2 separate regions of the Xenopus laevis genome follow, and region 1 is linked to region 2. The links are chromatin contacts, called in public Hi-C maps. All regions are on one chromosome and are shown on one strand. Each heading gives the region's core, a stretch centred on a gene start, on an enhancer-like site or on the middle of the called end of the contact. The rest is flanking DNA. Distances are from core to core; before and after follow the strand shown.

Evidence for each region. A called contact is a pair of places that touch in the nucleus more often than the background predicts.
Region 1: a contact with region 2 is called in a Hi-C map of the XL177 cell line, with 3 times the contacts expected there. The contact joins two enhancer-like sites. A contact is called at or near these places in 2 of 4 Hi-C or Micro-C datasets (the XL177 cell line and the XTC cell line).

Annotation. Positions count from the first base shown.
Region 1 is chr5L:110,863,474-110,866,374 of Xenopus_laevis_v10.1, reverse strand. No RefSeq gene overlaps it. Among protein-coding and RNA genes, the nearest start is that of tp63.L, 47 kb to the right of the region's middle. Within about 2 kb of position 1,359, at least 1 of the 7 cell types and tissues checked has an H3K27ac peak or open chromatin away from gene starts, as enhancers often do.
Region 2 is chr5L:110,787,734-110,790,448 of Xenopus_laevis_v10.1, reverse strand. No RefSeq gene overlaps it. Among protein-coding and RNA genes, the nearest start is that of tp63.L, 29 kb to the left of the region's middle. Within about 2 kb of position 1,423, at least 1 of the 7 cell types and tissues checked has an H3K27ac peak or open chromatin away from gene starts, as enhancers often do.

The sequences.
Region 1 (2,901 bases), core at 110-2,609, 76 kb before region 2:
CAAGTGTATGAAACTCTTACCTACTTAAGTGCGACTGTTGAACAATTTGTAGGACACTTGGCAGCAATGTTACCTCTAAGCTGTGTGCTTGTGCGTGCATACACAAATTGTGAGTGAAAACTAAACTTTGCATTTATTCTGACCTGAGCACACAGTTTTTAAGAAATGCACACACAACTTTTAAATGTGCACACAGAAGAATTTCTGAGAAAGCCAAGAAAGAATTAGAGGGAACATTGCTTGACGGGAGTGGTAATGCCATTCCGAGTTGGAAAGCCTCTTTAAAAGAGCAAGTTTTAAGGAGGCAACCTGTAGTTAAGAAGATATTACTCCGATAAAGTAGCCTGTGGTTGACATTTCTGTAAAACTTGTTTTGCCAGAGACTCTTCAGCAGCTATTATAATATGTAGGTGATTGCAAAACTATTAAAGGCCAATCTAACCTGGTTTTAAAAAAAAAGAAAATTCCCCTTAAAAGTGTGCCCTCCATTGATTGCGTCCTAGGTGGGTGCCTACTCTGCCTACCCTTGTTCTGGCCCTGACCAGCACACAGACATCCAATCTACATAAAGCTTTGCTTGGGACTTTGAGTGGCAAGATGGGAGTTAGATATTATCCTTTGCTATAGGAAAATGGTAGCTTTATTTTATAGTGAACTAAAGTGAACTCAGCCTGAGGCCGGGGTGTTGCAAATATAGTAAGCTTGTAACACAATAGGCTGATGTGAGGTTCTGAGCTATTAAATCTTAGCCTCACCCTCTTTCCCGACTGGAAAGTCTGCATAATCAACTGTTAATGCTCTGGGTTTAGACGTTTGAACTGCAGTGAAGATCCACACACTCAGGGAGTGGAGGTTACTGTGTTTGACAAAGCTTTTGAGAAGAAATCAGGTACATTTTGTACTGCTGTAATGCAGCTCACTCCTAACTGTACCACTAGATGGCAGTAATAGATGAAAAATGCAGAAAGATAAAGTATAGCTAAAATGCACATAATCCAACTGGAAACGCATACTGTAACATTAACAGCAGATGGTGATCACATGTAGCAATGACTGGCAAATCTGGACATGTGTCACCTGAAAATGATTGACAGTTATTGGTAGATGTGGAGCTCCCTGCAGGTACACTTACCACCCCAATCATTTCAAAGCAGGTACAAGAAATCCCTGTCCTGGATGGCTAAAGACTAGTTCATTAAGATGTATATTAATGGCTATTTGGAACCCTGACTGATGCTTTATTACCTGTTGGTTTGCCATGCAGAAGGCATGTAGGGGTGGAGGTGGCAACTATACCTGAAAGCAGCGGCATACCAACCTGGCCCCCCGTGAATAAACTTCAGAGGGGCCCGGCACATGCAGCAACTTACCCAACCCATGCAGTGGCATGAGCACACTGGTGTGGACCCTCATCTGGACTCATTGACGTGCGTACGCTCTTGTGTGTGAACATCTTCTTGTTGCAGGGGCCCCACAAGTTTCCAGGCAAGAGAGCCCCCCTTTTCCCCTGGCCTCCTCAACCCCGAGGTCGGCTTCCTCTATAGTTACGCCACTTCCTGAAAGCACAAATGTCTTGAACAACCAAATGAAATGCAGGGTCTAACAGCTATACTACTGTTATAAACCAAGTGTGATCACATGTATGCATGTATGGCCATCCATATCTTTATTCATCACATACATATACTATAGTTTTATCATCTGGGTGACAATCCACTTTCTTTGGCTTGGGGGGACAATGAAATCTGACCCTTTTAAACCATGATGACTAGGTTTAGTTCTAAATATACAGCATGTCTACATATTATCAACCAGAATATTTGTCCAGGCTGATTAGCGATGAGCAAAATTTTTCACCATGCATAGACTTGCAGCAAAATTCCACATTACGCCATTGGTAGATTTTTTCGCTTAATTGCATCATTAATTTGCCCAAAAAAAAATTTGGTCACCAAACAAATGTCAATATCAGGGGTTAATTTGATCGTTGGGTCTAGGGAAAAACAATTGGATTACAATCAATATCTGACAAGAGATATCAGTTGGGTGACGCATGGGAGGGCCCCACACATGGGCAGATAAGCTGCTGAAACAATCTAAAGGACCTGAATTGGTATCTAAAATCTGCCCATGTATGGCCACACTTACACAAGGGTTAAATATATATCTTGAGTTCTTAAAACAAAATATTTAAGTTGATGATGAGTATAAACAAAATGTAACAGCAGATCATAGGGGGAAGGGTATATAATTACGACATTAAAAGCACCTTTTGGACACAGGTGCAGGGGTATCGAGAGCAATGCTTTGAAATACACACCGCACCCCTATAAATGCTAAGGTGATTGTTTAGCAATGAGTGTGGGAAAAGTGGGAATACATTTGCCATTTATCTTTTTATTACTTCACAGTATTTCCCACACAGGGTTTCCTGAGCATCAGTATTAAAATAAATACTTGACAAACTGATTTACACAGTTTAGGCACAATGCATTTTGGATGTAAAATCTGGTGGCGTGTGTATACTAAGTCAGCTAGTATAATGTATTGTAGTATTGGCAGTACAGGTCTGGGATACATTATCTGGAAACCCGTTATCCAGAAAGCTCCAAATTATGGGATGCTTGTCTCCCATAGACTCCATTTTATCCAAATAATCCACATTTCTTAAAATAATTTCCTTTTTCACTGTAATAATAAAATAGCACCTTGCACTTGATCCAAACGAAGATATAATTAATCCTTATTGGAAGCAAAACCATCCTATTGGATTTATTTAATGTTTACATGATTCTCTAGTAGACAAGGTATGAAGATCCAAATTACAGAAAGATCTGTTATCCGGAAAGCCCCAGGTCCCGAGCATTCTGGATAACAGGTCCCATACCTTTAGGTACATGC
Region 2 (2,715 bases), core at 174-2,673:
GATAACTAGACGCAAACTTTAAGACTGTAATAAAAGTCACAAATGGAAAAATATGTGCAATAGTGCCTGATCTGTCAATTAGGAATAAAAAACATTATAATTTATCAGTGTACATGATAAAACTCCTTACAAAAAAAATATTTCTGCCCCCAAGAATGGCACATTTAAGCATTTCTTTTAAATGTGTTGAATGCACAAATTTGATTAGAATTTTGCATTTTTTTTTTCTGTTCATGACTTCAGTTACATTTGCCCATTATTACATTTAACCCATGTGACATCAGGTTTAGGTCAACAAGGCAGATAATGAAAGATTTATGACTTAACTTATCCTTTTCTATTCTCTTTTCAAAACAGTTGTTTCCTGTAAGTCCCGGTGTACCACTTATGTCCAAATATTGTTTCAAAGAACATGGTTTGTTATATAGAAAATGAAATGATAGATTTATTTTTCAAATTGCTGTGCCTTTACATGCATCATTTGGTTTCAAATCTGAAGCTATTTAAGGGGGATTTGCTGAATGTATTCCTGTTGCTTCTGTAGTTCTTCAGTCGCATGAACTGCTTGTGTTATCACAATGCTCAATTTAACAATGACCTGCAGCATTTATTGTAAAAGCAAAGAAATCTGTTTTAAGACAAACATTCCAAAAAACTGGTTTGGCAGGGACTGGCTTCAAAGGAAGATGCCTCAGGGGGCTTTTACTAAAAACAAAAACAAGAACGTACCATAAAGCAGCTTCTTTTCTCTGTGGGTATACCTTTTTGGCAATAGGCAATCTCACAGATATTTGCACCTGCCATTTTCACATCAGCACATGATTAATAACAACCTTAATTGGGAAATGTTTAAGGCGAGGAATTTTAAGCACATTTGCCTTATGGAAATCATTACAGTTCATATACAGAATCTGGTTAACCACAGGTAGTAAATATACACATGATATACTGTATATTTATTATTGTCAAGGGTAGTGCTTTCTGGGGCTGCTTTTGCATGACTTGCAGCATTTGGATTTTTTGCAGACAACTTTTGCAAATATATGGTAAGGCAAAAACATACAGGATAATTAGATCCTAATGCAACTGAAACTAGTGAGTACACATGGTTTGGAGCTTATGCATCTGTAGAGAGCTGGTTTATTTGTGAGTGCTATATAAATAATAATAATATAATAATATAATCTGTCTGGGATGTTGATGTTCGTGTGGCGGACATGATACTATAGGAAGATTAATATGCAACTATGTGACACTAATAATGCTAACAGAACACACTCCTCTTGTTTGTGGAACAATTATACTGTTTGATAGGTACTTTAATGCATAACAACAGTGAATGCACCCAGAGAGAGAGGCATATGAAATTAAGCATAGTTTTTAAGCACAGTTTAAGCCTGTCCCACTGTCAGCTCCCACATATGCAGGTCCTTGAGTTCCAGAATAGAGTGCAAGGACTTGTGCTTTCAGATTGAAGCAGTTTTGTATTCATGGGTGGAAAGATGGACTAAGGCACATCCCAAATTCTGCTCCCTACATTCCTCCTAACTTGGCGTTTTTGATTCAGATGATGCAAGAACCCACTTCACCTGTACTGGGTTTCTTAGTAATTTTGCCTCAAGGTTGGGGGAATAAAAGCTCTGATTTATTACTACAACTACGAATACACCTATGACAACATATTACTATTTATTAAATTAATGTTTCATATAACTTATATTTAAGTTTTGAACCTAAAGATGCTTGTTTGGAAATAAGATTCTCCTTATCCCAGTTTGCTGCTCCTTGCAACTAGAGCAATGCTTGCATAACAAAATAAAGTTTTATATTATGGTGAACTAGGAAAAGCATCCAGGAAGCGCATATTAGTTTTAACTTGTGATTGTCTGACTGATAGGGATGGGTGAATTTTTTCGCCTTGTTTTGCCGTGGAAATGACGCACATAGACTTGTATGGTGTTGCGCGTCAAAAAAAATTGGCGCACGTCAAAAAAATGTTGACGCCCCTAGGCTTTAATGACATTTCACTGACGGTGAATTTTTGTCGAAACAAAACGGGTCAAATTCGCTCAAGCCTAGTGAGTGACACAATTTTAGGAATTATGGTAAATTGATTAATAAAGGTTACTTTAATTGCAGCCTTCCAATCACTGCAACTATTTGTAGCCAGAGGGCATCACAGGGTGAGTTCACCTTTGGCAACCAATGATCAGTTAAACTATAAATGTGACGGATTCTTAGCTTTTCATTACAGCAGTGATTTTTCACCTTTTTTGGCTCCAATCAGCCCCCTCTCCTCTACCTTTGCTCTGTTGCCATGCAAATAAGAAATAAAGTTAATTTTGAAAAGCTAAATGTGATAGAAGATTTAGTATGGCTCCCATTGCTCATAAAAGGATAGACAGAACATGCAATGTAGTCACCCTGCTAGAATTTCAGTAGTAAATTGGACACAATATAAGCATTCAAAAATCACTGTATATAAGCTGTACCCACACTACCTATGTGGTCTATGCCAGGAGGGCTGATTGCATCTGCTACACCTTTATATCCATACAGTATGTAATGCAGAACAATTTTATGTCGTACTTGGCATGTTCTGAAGAGATTTAGGGAGCACCTCCCATCCGTAAAAGGTTACAAAGAGATGGTGTGCAGAGTCAATTTGAATAAATCATATAATCAAGAATAGAGGTGGGAAAGAACTGACCCATA